Linked DNA regions of Zea mays: regions 1 and 3 are each linked to region 2. The links are chromatin contacts, called in public Hi-C maps. All regions are on one chromosome and are shown on one strand. The core of a region is the stretch at or near the end of the contact, and the rest is flanking DNA. Distances in the headings are between cores, read along the strand shown.

What was found. A called contact is a pair of places that touch in the nucleus more often than the background predicts.
Region 1: a contact with region 2 is called in a Hi-C map of leaf, with 6 times the contacts expected there. The contact joins the promoter of LOC103630544 here to the promoter of LOC732752 in region 2. A contact is called at or near these places in 5 of 25 Hi-C or Micro-C datasets (bundle sheath, leaf, tassel and 1 more).
Region 3: a Hi-C map of ear shows a contact between it and region 2, with 2.3 times the contacts expected there. The contact joins the enhancer-like site here to the promoter of LOC732752 in region 2. A contact is called at or near these places in 3 of 25 Hi-C or Micro-C datasets (ear, leaf and tassel).

Annotation. Positions count from the first base shown.
Region 1 is chr6:167,431,750-167,435,191 of Zm-B73-REFERENCE-NAM-5.0, forward strand. It overlaps LOC103630544, which reads left to right and starts at 1,806. Exons shown (of 1, transcript XM_008651594.1): 1 at 1,806-2,897. The coding sequence starts at 2,065. The coding sequence ends at 2,505. It overlaps LOC103630545 (transcription elongation factor SPT6 homolog), which reads left to right and starts at 998. Exons shown (of 17, transcript XM_020539606.2): 1 at 998-1,342; 2 at 1,573-1,623; 3 at 1,705-1,797; 4 at 2,904-3,030; 5 at 3,110-3,194; 6 at 3,280-3,421. The coding sequence starts at 1,593.
Region 2 is chr6:167,123,739-167,127,275 of Zm-B73-REFERENCE-NAM-5.0, forward strand. LOC732752 (cystatin 3) reads right to left here and starts at 1,613. Exons shown (of 3, transcript NM_001308500.1): 1 at 1,353-1,613; 2 at 1,075-1,276; 3 at 727-911. The coding sequence starts at 1,484. The coding sequence ends at 1,076. LOC100284240 (dr1-associated corepressor) reads left to right here. Exons shown (of 6, transcript NM_001157135.1): 6 at 1-751. The coding sequence ends at 409.
Region 3 is chr6:167,566,564-167,569,906 of Zm-B73-REFERENCE-NAM-5.0, forward strand. LOC100384100 (a long non-coding RNA gene) reads right to left here. Exons shown (of 1, transcript NR_146418.1): 1 at 1,618-3,343. Among protein-coding and RNA genes, the nearest start is that of LOC100384100, 8.7 kb to the right of the region's middle. Within about 2 kb of position 1,803, at least 16 of the 20 cell types and tissues checked have an H3K27ac peak or open chromatin away from gene starts, as enhancers often do. A contact at or near this core is called in ear, leaf and tassel, where this site is marked.

The DNA.
Region 1 (3,442 bases), core at 556-3,055, 310 kb after region 2:
GGTCGGTCATCTAACTTGCAACTCCCTGGGAGCTTGCTCGGCCCACCCCTCTCTCTATGTGGTGAGTTGGAGAAATTTTGGTTTTACCTGGCGCAACAACTGTCGTGGTTTCGGAAACCTGGGGACAATAGATTTGTGTTCGATGGGGGATGCAAGCGCGGACTCACTCTCGAATGGTGGATCACGGGGATTCGAGCGAGGAATTGAGACACTAGGGTTATACTAGTTCAGGCTTTCGCCGTAGTACAGCGTAGTGCTGATCATATTATTGCTTTGAGGCGTGTTACTGCTTGTGTGTGAACAAGGGGAGAGAGACTCCCTTTTATAGTGCACGACAGGCCCCTTTGGATCAGTCTCGGGGCGTGCCTGCATATGGTATGGCTCCTTATGACGGATTATGTACCGCCATACTCTTGGTAGACATTCTGTCTCGTCTGTCCAACTTACGAGTCCGTGTAGCTTGCTATACGTCTACGCGGCCGTACCTGATGGGTCCCGCAGAACGTGCTCACACGAAGGTTAAGGTTCGTGTTCAGTACAACTTCATCCTCTGTCAATGCCCTTGCGTCACCCTCCAGCATGTGCGAGTATGCACTAGACGTGTTGTCCTATCCTTTCTGGTACGTGGGTTGTTACTGTGGAGACTTTGTTGACGTGGTCCTCCTTGGCACTGTACACATGGCCCAAACATAGTTTGGTGATGATGTGTGCTGTCACGACCGTTGTGGGCCAACATCGGCCTGAATTCCTTCCTTGCGGGTCCGTTTGGTGTGATCTTCTTCGTACGCCCGCCTCGCAGGCTTGCTTGGTGGGGACTTGGTCGTTTGCCCCGCCTCACAGCCTTGCTCAACGGGGACTTGGTCGAACGTCTCGCCTCACAATCTTGTTCGACGGAGACTTGGTCATACACCTCGCTTTACAGGCTTCCTCGACAAATGGACTAGAAAGGGTTTTATGGGTCTCACTATAGGTACCCGTTCGTGGGTATCTGACAGATGCCGTCTGGACTAATCCTCTTTCCAAACGCACCGACGAGCGCCCTAATTTAAAGAGCGGTAATGTAGAGTGACCCATTTTGACAAAGTCCTATATAAGAGTTGGAAGATTTTTTTTCTGTAGCTTAAGAGTGCAGTAGATAGATATAAGTCGTTTAGTGGGCCGGAAACCTCACTGTGGCGGTGTGGCCCGCCTTTTGTTCTACATTCCAGTCCCCTCCGGCACACTGTGTTCTTCCGTTCCTCTCGCGTGGTTGTCTGGTGCCGACGACTGGGCCGCCGCCGCCTCCGTCCTACGCTCGGTGCTGAGGCCTTCGGGACTTCCGCCGGCGACGCGCACCCTCCGGGTACGCGTATCCCTTCTCTTCCGTTCCTGCTGTGCGAAACCGAGCACTCAAACCCTAGCTATCTGTATTCGGATCTGATGATCCAGTTACAATTGCAGGACACCTGTGTTACGCCTACAAACTTTTTTCGTTTTCTTTTTGCGAAAAAGATTGAGTTTACGCCCATGACCTTTACTGGATCTGATACTGTCTCGAACTTAATCCGATTCATCCTTCATTGGTTCGGTTAGGTTGAAATCCCTCGAGAACAATGGGGCGCACGGTTCTTTCAGATGAAGAAGGTATAATTTTCCGCTGATTTCTTTCGTGGTAATTTGTGTGCATTTGCTGATGGAAATTGGTGGTTTTGTTTGGAACCCTAGAAGATGAGTTCGAGGCTGACGAGGAGGATCCGCGGCCCTCGCGGAGGAACAGGGACGATATGGACGAGCGCGATGACGACGACGACGACGATGGTCAGATTTTTTCTCACAATTTCTTCATATTGTCTCTGGCTCACTCCGGTTGTGGGCTGGAGCCAATTGTATATTTGGGACTCTAAACATAGTGTTTCGCAATATTGCCATCCAAAATATTTACTTTGCAAAAAAGGGACTACAAATATGTTCTAATTGATTATACTACCATTTACTATATAATCTTCCTTTTATTACTTCTTTCCCTGTATTTTGTACCTAAGGAGACCAAATTATCTTGTGTGCGCGTTCTGTCTCCATGCCGCCATGGACGACCGGCCACCGTCTTGGCCACGGCCACCCTGTACCCCGTCCAGGCCCTCAGGCTCACCCCTGCTGCACTGTCCGTCGGGCTCCCATTCGAGCTCGGCCCTGCGCGCGCTGGCCAAGGCCGCGCCGACCGCCACGTTGGGCGAGATCGCACTAGGTGAGAGCGCGCTGGGCGATGTAATGCTGGACAGGGGCGCCTCGTCCATCATAAGCCCAGCCCAGGGACACGCCGGCCATGGAAGTTGTATCATCGTCCTGGTGTTTCATGAGTATTACGTGAACATTAAGAGTTGTTTGCATCCTGCAAGTTACAAATACCAGCTTCCTGGTTCCTGCGCAAACAAGCTGCAAATTGCAAATACTAGCTTCCTGGTGTTGCAATTGGCTTCCTGTTGGCCAGCTGTTGATCCTGTTGAGCGCGAGAGCGCAGACGAGTAGTAAGTTCAGTTAGTGCCTATAATTACATACGGGTAAAAATGGCTAATCAGGGACAAAATACATGAAATTAGATTAGAAAAGCAAGACAATACTTTAAATGGTAGTATAATCAAGTAGAAGATGTTTGTAGTCCCTTTTTTGCGACGTAAATCTTTTGGATGGCAATATTGCGAAGCGCTATGTTTAGAGTCCCAAATATACAATTATCTCTGTGGGCTGTGTAGTTTTCTCCCCACCAGGGAGCAGTTTTGCTTCCTTATTATTTGAATTATTCAGTTTTGTATGCTTTGCTATTGCAGTATTTTATTGTTTTATTTTCACTTTTTTTTGTTAGTGTCAAATTATGATCTCTCCTTGGGCTTGTGAAGTAACAATTGTAGAAGTATGGTTATATGCAGAGGACGGTCAGGATGAATTTGAGAAGGATGACTTCATAGTGGACGACGAGGAAGAAGAAGTGGAAGGAGAGGAAGAGGAACAGAAGAGTGATGACGAGAGGCGAAGAAAGAAAAAGAAAAAGAAGAGGTACCTCCATTTCTTCCTACTACGGATAAATGTCAATATATTGTGTACGCTATCCTGAAATGTATGAGATATTACACAGGGAATCAGACGACTTCATGCTCGATGAGGATGACTATATGTTGCTCCAGGATAATAACATCACTGGCATCAGTCGCCCAAAGCCTGTATGTTTTTTCAGTCATAGTTTGCTGTCCTGACCCAATTTTCTTGGTCCCGTTTATGAAGAATGCTCCTTTTGTCTTCTTGCAGGGAAACAAGTTTAAGCGCTTGAAAAAGGCTGGAAGGGAATCTGAAATGGATGAGCACTCTGGTTTTTCAGATGGTGATGGAACAGGCAAAAAACGCAGTGGCAAGGAGAGGGTCGAGTACAGTTTATTTGGTGATCATCAAGGTACCCGCACCAGAATTTGAC
Region 2 (3,537 bases), core at 363-2,862:
TCCTGAACAATTCAAGGAGGAGAATCAATCTAGCAAGGTAGCCAGCCTAAAGGTGGAGGTAGCAGATGAGGTCTCGAATGTAACTGAAGCAAAACAGGACACTACACCAATGAGCAATGCCAGGCCTTCCTTAAGGAACATTGACTTGAATTTAGATCCAACCGATGAAGAGGATGAGGTTACAGTGCCACCCGAACCCCAGCTGTCAGCTCCAGCAACTAGTTGCGCTGCAGCCACTGCAGCACCTGGACCATCTGTTCCACGGTTAAGGGAAGGAGCAAAACTCAAGGACTTCTTTGGTGCTTGGGAACTGGCTGACATGAACAAGATGGAGATGGACCCTGTCCAGTTTGCTCTGTCAACAAACCATAGATTGGAGGAGGACGAGGATTATGACAATGAAGACTAGCTCCGCCGTTATATAGCTTCAGAGTTGATGAGTAGGAATAGCAGGACAACTGTAGGTTCAGCTTAACTCTGTAGCAGTTCTCATGTATCATATAGCCGCCAAAGCTGCCGATGTAGCTTATAATGTCCCAGAGGTTAAGGTCGTTTGACTAGTTGACTGTAATGTTCTCAAGTTAGGTTCTATTAGCAGCTATTGCTTTCGCAGATAGTACCGTTTGTACATTCCAGTTGCTCTCCAGTTTTATGTTATCTATCCTTCTGCTTTCTTGGATAGCTGAGACCTGTTGGCGGATGTATCATGTATGGCAAGTTGGCAACAAAAAGCAAGAAGGCTTTCAGATTCCTTAGCACATCTCATTCTATTACAGTGGTCAAATATCTCATTAGGGTACAATACATGTGGGTAAGACGCTGGTTTATTCATTATATCATACTTTTCCAGTGGGATGACAGTTAAATTCTTTCATTGTTGTGCTCCAGCCTCCAGCGAAAAGCCTGTGCGCCTTGAAGAAGAAAAAAACACATCATGGCACTGGAAGATGATACCTTTACTACCTCAAATATGGTTATGCAAGCACAAGGTGAACCGGTTCTACAGAACCATGTGAGTGTTGTTCCCGTATGGTATTTCTTGTGCTAGTCCCTCCCTGTAAAAAGATCCTGTACCTCAGGCGACCGCGGCGTCTCCGACGAGCTCGAAGCTCTGCAGCTGCTTGAAGTTCTCCCACGCCTTCTCCCACACCTTGGCCTCGTACAGCTTCTTTTCGCCGCCGCCGGCCTCCTTCACCTCGACGGTGAAGTGGTGCAGGGTCCCGGCCACGACCTGGTGCCTCACCTTCACCAGCCTCTCGAATTCCAGCATCGCGTTCTGCGCGTGTATTATGCATCCATGTGAGGGCTCCGATCTCAAAACTTAAAAAAAAAATGTGCGGAACGCGTCTTACGGTCTTGCTGTTGTGCTCGGCGACCGCGAAGCGCGCGAGCTCGATGGCCTCGAGGTCGTTCTCGCGGCCCACCGGTGCGTCCCGGACGTCGCCCACCATCCCCACGGGCCGCTCATTGTGTACCTCAGCCATCGATCGCTGCTGTGGTCCGGTGACGGTGAGCGGCGCTGTGCAGGGAGGGGGAAAAAGGAGAGGAGAGGAGAGACGAGACGGATGATGCCGGCCACTATCGCTGGTAGTAGTAGTAGTAGTGCAGGAGCGGGCATATTTTATAGCAAGAGGGAACAAACTAAAGCAATGGCTTGTGGAAGGTGTTTGCGCTGGTCGCCGTTTGCCGGACGATGCGAATACGGTGACGGGGACGGGGGCGGGGGCGAAGGATGCTGCGGTACCAGCGCCGCGTCGTTGACGGCGACTCGACCACGATCTGATGCTTTGCGAGGAAGCAAAGCGGTGCGGCGAAGGAAAGCTGTGGAACCGTCGGTATTGCTATGGCTCCATGGATGGGTCCCACCTCCGGTCCCCTGTGTTGAGAAACCCTAATGAAGGGTTACGTGGGCAAATATCGAATATAGCCCTGAGGGCTATCGCGTCTCTATATATAGAACATGTACCCCTCATATGGAATGAAGATGAGAAAGAGGCCAGAGGTCCAACCATATATCCAGTGTCTCGTGTGTTTCCTCTGTCGTGTTTATGGGAAGGGAGACGGGTCTTCCACAACTTCTCGCGCCTCTACTGCTGACGGGGGGAAGGGAGCGGATCTGGTGATCCGTGGTAACGTAGTTCTCAACACGTTATCAGCACGCTCTACCTCGACGTTGCTGCGGGATTGGATCTGCATCAACTCTCCGTCAATCCGACAGGTCTCCGGCCTAGCCAAACTGTCTTACGCGACAGGCTTCGATTCCTCTACACAATCGAATGGTATGTCCTTCTAAGTAGATTGGATCTGCTTGTTCGTTGGAGAAGAACATGCGACGACAGCTCTGGTCTCGCGCTACATGAATCGTCCTGGCAGTTACGGCCTGCAGCCGAACGTCCGAGCCCACGCGCAGCGTTCGGTAGTCCCTGCGCCTGCATGCCAGCATGAACGACGCGTCGAAAGCCGTGCTCACGTCGGCAGCGACACCCGCGCCGTCAGTCGCGCCCTCATCGAGCTGAACCATGTCGTGCCGAAGGTCGTGCTGCGCTAGTAGCCACGTCCGCGCCGGAGACGCGCCAGAAGTCGCGCCCATGCCGACGTGCCCACACCACAGTTGTACCTCCCACGGCAAGGTCGCACGCCACGCCAGTCGCCGTGCTGCTCTAGGCCCCACTGCGCGCCAGGATGCCCATGCGCCGCGCTAAGAGAAGGGCCGATCCACCGGATCTCCTTTGACCGCGTAGGAGCAAGCGGTTAGCGCGTGGGAAGCGGTCTTGCACAGTTGCACTCTTGCTCCCGAAACCTCTGTAGCGACCGAATGAGAGCCCATTTGTGTTACTTGCGCGAGGAATAAAGTGGAGAGTGCCCAGTCAAAACTCTCAAAGCGGTTGTCTCGTATTGCACTGAGAAAGAATGCAGATTCGCATGCATGCATGCATGCACAGACGGTGATAAGCATAAAAGCTCTCGCACGTCTGCCTCCCATAGTGAAAAAATGGCATGCATGGCGGCCGGCTTCTCTTTCCGTTGAAGGATTGCATGCTCACACCGCGCACTAAGAAAAGAAAAGCATCCATTTATTTGTTTTATTTATTTCTTGTTGTAGATTACATATAGAATAAAGCATGTTTAAAATGGAAAATTGCTTTTTTATATCGATTGTGTTATGCTCATGAAGTTTATTTTTCTGCTTTCATAGTAAATAATTAGCAGAAAATAATTAAATTGCATATGAAGGCTATGTTGCGTGTTTTTAAATCGCTCTAAATTTTTATGGTGCGTTGAGTTTCTGATTCACGCCGAGCGATTAAATATTATAGTGGGTACCCGGACACACTGATCAAAGTTATGTTATCATCGGCTGAGTTATGACATTAGCTGAATATTGACTGCGCTCTGGCAACACGACGCAATATTTGTGCCGTTCGAACTTGGTTGCGTCATGTGATTGCTATGTCGCGCTCTCCATTAATCGGATCGCTCCCGTTGAGTCAGACCGCCATCGCTGAGTCGCGTATTTTTCGCATGCCCTGTAGGCAC
Region 3 (3,343 bases), core at 553-3,052, 440 kb after region 2:
GAAAATCACCGATACCACGAGATAAAATTCGGTGTCTTTACTTTCTTGCATTACTTATTGCCGTGCAAGTGATTAGTATTTTGCATATTGTTCTTCAAGTATTCAATCACCCTAGTTGATTCTCATAGATTGTTCACTTGTTATCACTAGAGAATTTATACCTCTTGTTATATTGATTAAATTTCCCTAGTGTTTTTTATTTTAGTCAAAACCGTCTATTCACCCCCCCTCTAGCCGGTGTCCTAGATCCTACAGTAATAAAAGTGGTCAAGGGCACAACTTGCCTTCAAAGAGCTCCTGCTCAGCAACTTCTACCTGCTGAACACCGGAATCACCAGACACTGGCTCTTCTACTCGCCACAATACAAACAAGCATAGTACAAAGAGGAAATTACTATCACACCAAACATGTATACAAAATTCATATTAATAATCTACATATTAAAATATGATCATAGGAAAAAGAATTTATGAAGGTTTTATGTATTTGATACATGATTAACTAAGAGATAAATTTTAATACGATTTTCATGTCAAAATAGAGACACTATGTGATGAACAACATTATTACAAAATTATAGAAATTGGAATGGATCAATTTGAAATTAATATGAATTTGCTAGGAATTAAATAAGTTCTAACAATTATTTTTACAATAAAATAAATTGATATTTCCTTTTCCCTTGATTTTCTAGCTCCTGGACTCGGCGCAAGATTTAACCGAAAACTGGGGCCATTGCACAACTATTCATAAGACTCAGAATTCGTCCGCCAGGACTACGGGTTGATACCGCGGAAGTAGAGGGGCTCTTATACAATTCTACCTTGGCGTCATGACCACATGCGATCCCAACCGTCCGATCAAACCCGAACGAACACAATCACGACTAACCTAAATTGAACCGGTACGGGTTAAGGGTCGCAGGATCTAAGATCGACGGATAAGGTTTTATGAAACGCGATCTGCATTCAGCCTTAGGATTCAATATCAACGGTCATGATTCCATTCACCGAAACGGTAACCTGCCGCTAATCCGAGCCGTCGGTACCAATCCAACGCCCCCCGTCATCTCCTACCCTCGGCGCGACCAAACGGTGGCGCGGCGGCGAGCCCACCGAGACAAACGACCTGGCACCCGAGTTGCAAATCCCGGATCCCCGTGACATTGACACCAAGCCCAAGACATCCCGAGCTTATTGGTCTAGTAATTGCCGTGGACAATCCAACACAAACACTTAATCACGGTGAGCAGCGGCCCGTGGTGCACGCCGACGCCGGTGAGACCCCCCATCCCGAAATTAGGGTGCCATACCCCCACTAACCGGCGAACGTTAGAACGTAACAGAGATATAAACAGACATTTTATTTATTTATTGGTCGAATTGACACATGTAGACAAGATTTAGGACCGAAAATGCATTTTACCATTAGAAGAATATTGTCCTCTTGTACTCCGGGTCTGTTTGGTTGGGCTGTGGCTGTGAAAAAAGTTACTGTGGGCTGTGAGCTGTAGAAAAAGCTGCTGTAGGCTGTAAGCTGTTAAAAAGCTAAAAACCGTTTAGTGGAAATCACTAAAAGTCATTAAAAGTTCTTCGATATATGTTTTCACAGTTTCATCCGAAAAGCCACTAAAAGCAGATCCAGGGATGCTTTCAGATTTACACTGCGAGAAAGTCAGGTTTTAGAAAAAGCTGCTTCCTGGATCCAGCCCTTTGGTTGGCTTTTGGCTTTTAGAGAGGCAAAAGCCAAAGCCAAACCAAACACACCCTCCTACGTGTGACGTGCCCCACGCTTTCTCTCCTTCTCCCGTCTGAACACACATTATCAATGAAGCACACCATGCCGACGCTGCGAGCAGCGAACTTTAGGGTATGGTTATTTCCTCAGTTTCAGAAAACTTCATCTTTCTGCTCTGTTTGACAGTTTTGTTTGACAGCTCTGTGATTACTGCTAGGTCTGATAAAATTAGCTAAAAACGTCCAGGTAGCGTAAAAAAAGGAGCTGGATAGATACTGCTATTGATATGCTGGTTTATCTCCACGATAACGTTGAGGTACGCTAATTTAAGATAAACAATATTAACGCGCGTTAGGTGTCCATTTCGAAGACGCTTTCATGATAAGTCTGTCAGCCGGTGCCTGTGGCTCAAACTTTAATTCCCACATCTCAATAGATGAAACGGGTTCAGGTAAGCAACTTGCTGCGCGCCTGACAATTGTCCAAGTTCATTATGATGCGTTCATTCAGTGGCACAGCATGTCTTAAAAGGAAGTCTCAACACTAAACCTGAACGGTTCGCCAAGCAACCTGCAGTTCCCTCCACATTTTCGCATCCGGGCTTGGGACCGGCAAAGGCAGTGTTAAACCGCAAACAAACAAACAAACAGGGAACACAAATAATACAACAAAAAAAAAATCATGTTCTCAGACATTATAAAAATAAACAAAACACGTAACTGGTTTTTGCGCCAAACGAAGTAGCTATTCTTTTAGCATATTTTATGGATGAACATCGAGCACACGTGTAAAATAACAAAGAAGCAGAGCACATGTGTAAAACAACAAAGAAGCAGTAAAATACAAAGCAGCAGAGCACATGTGTAAAACAACAGAGAAGCAACAAAGACGCTACGTAAAAAAACAGGAATTTTTTTATGATCAATAAGTAAACCTAGTACGAGAAGGTATCTGAAGTATCGCGTTTAAATACTCAGGAATGAACAGTGAATGTGTTCCAATTGTAAAACATCGAAACCTTCCACAGTTAATCTCGTCCAACAAAATTAGTGAGTCCACCTATTTGGCCAAGGGAGAAGATGCCCAAGTGCCACAAGAACCAGCTCCAATAAAAATCATTCTATGGTCGGACTCAAACCAAAACTAGAGTCCATCCAATTTGGCCAAGGAAGAAGATGCTCATCAATTGCCAAAGACCAGCTCCAATAAAAATCATGGAACGATCGGACTCCACAAAAACATCTTCGCCAATAAAACTAGGAGTCCTCCATCTAGATTGGCCTAGGCTCAAGATGCTCAATTGCCACAAGACCAGCTCCAATAAAAATCATGGAATGACCGGACTCAAACCAAAACATGCCACAGACTCCATCTCATTTGGCCTAGGTAGAAGATGCTCCATTGCCACAACAACCAGCTCCAATAAAATTATTGTTCAAGATCCTAGTGCACCATATAACAAGATGAATATATGAATATACTAATCTGGAGATAATACAGAGTTACATAAATAGAAGCAACCGATCCTAGCTTGCATTCAAGTTGAACAAACACCAACCTGTATTGCATATCAACATGAATATGAACTGCACTACATGAATATGA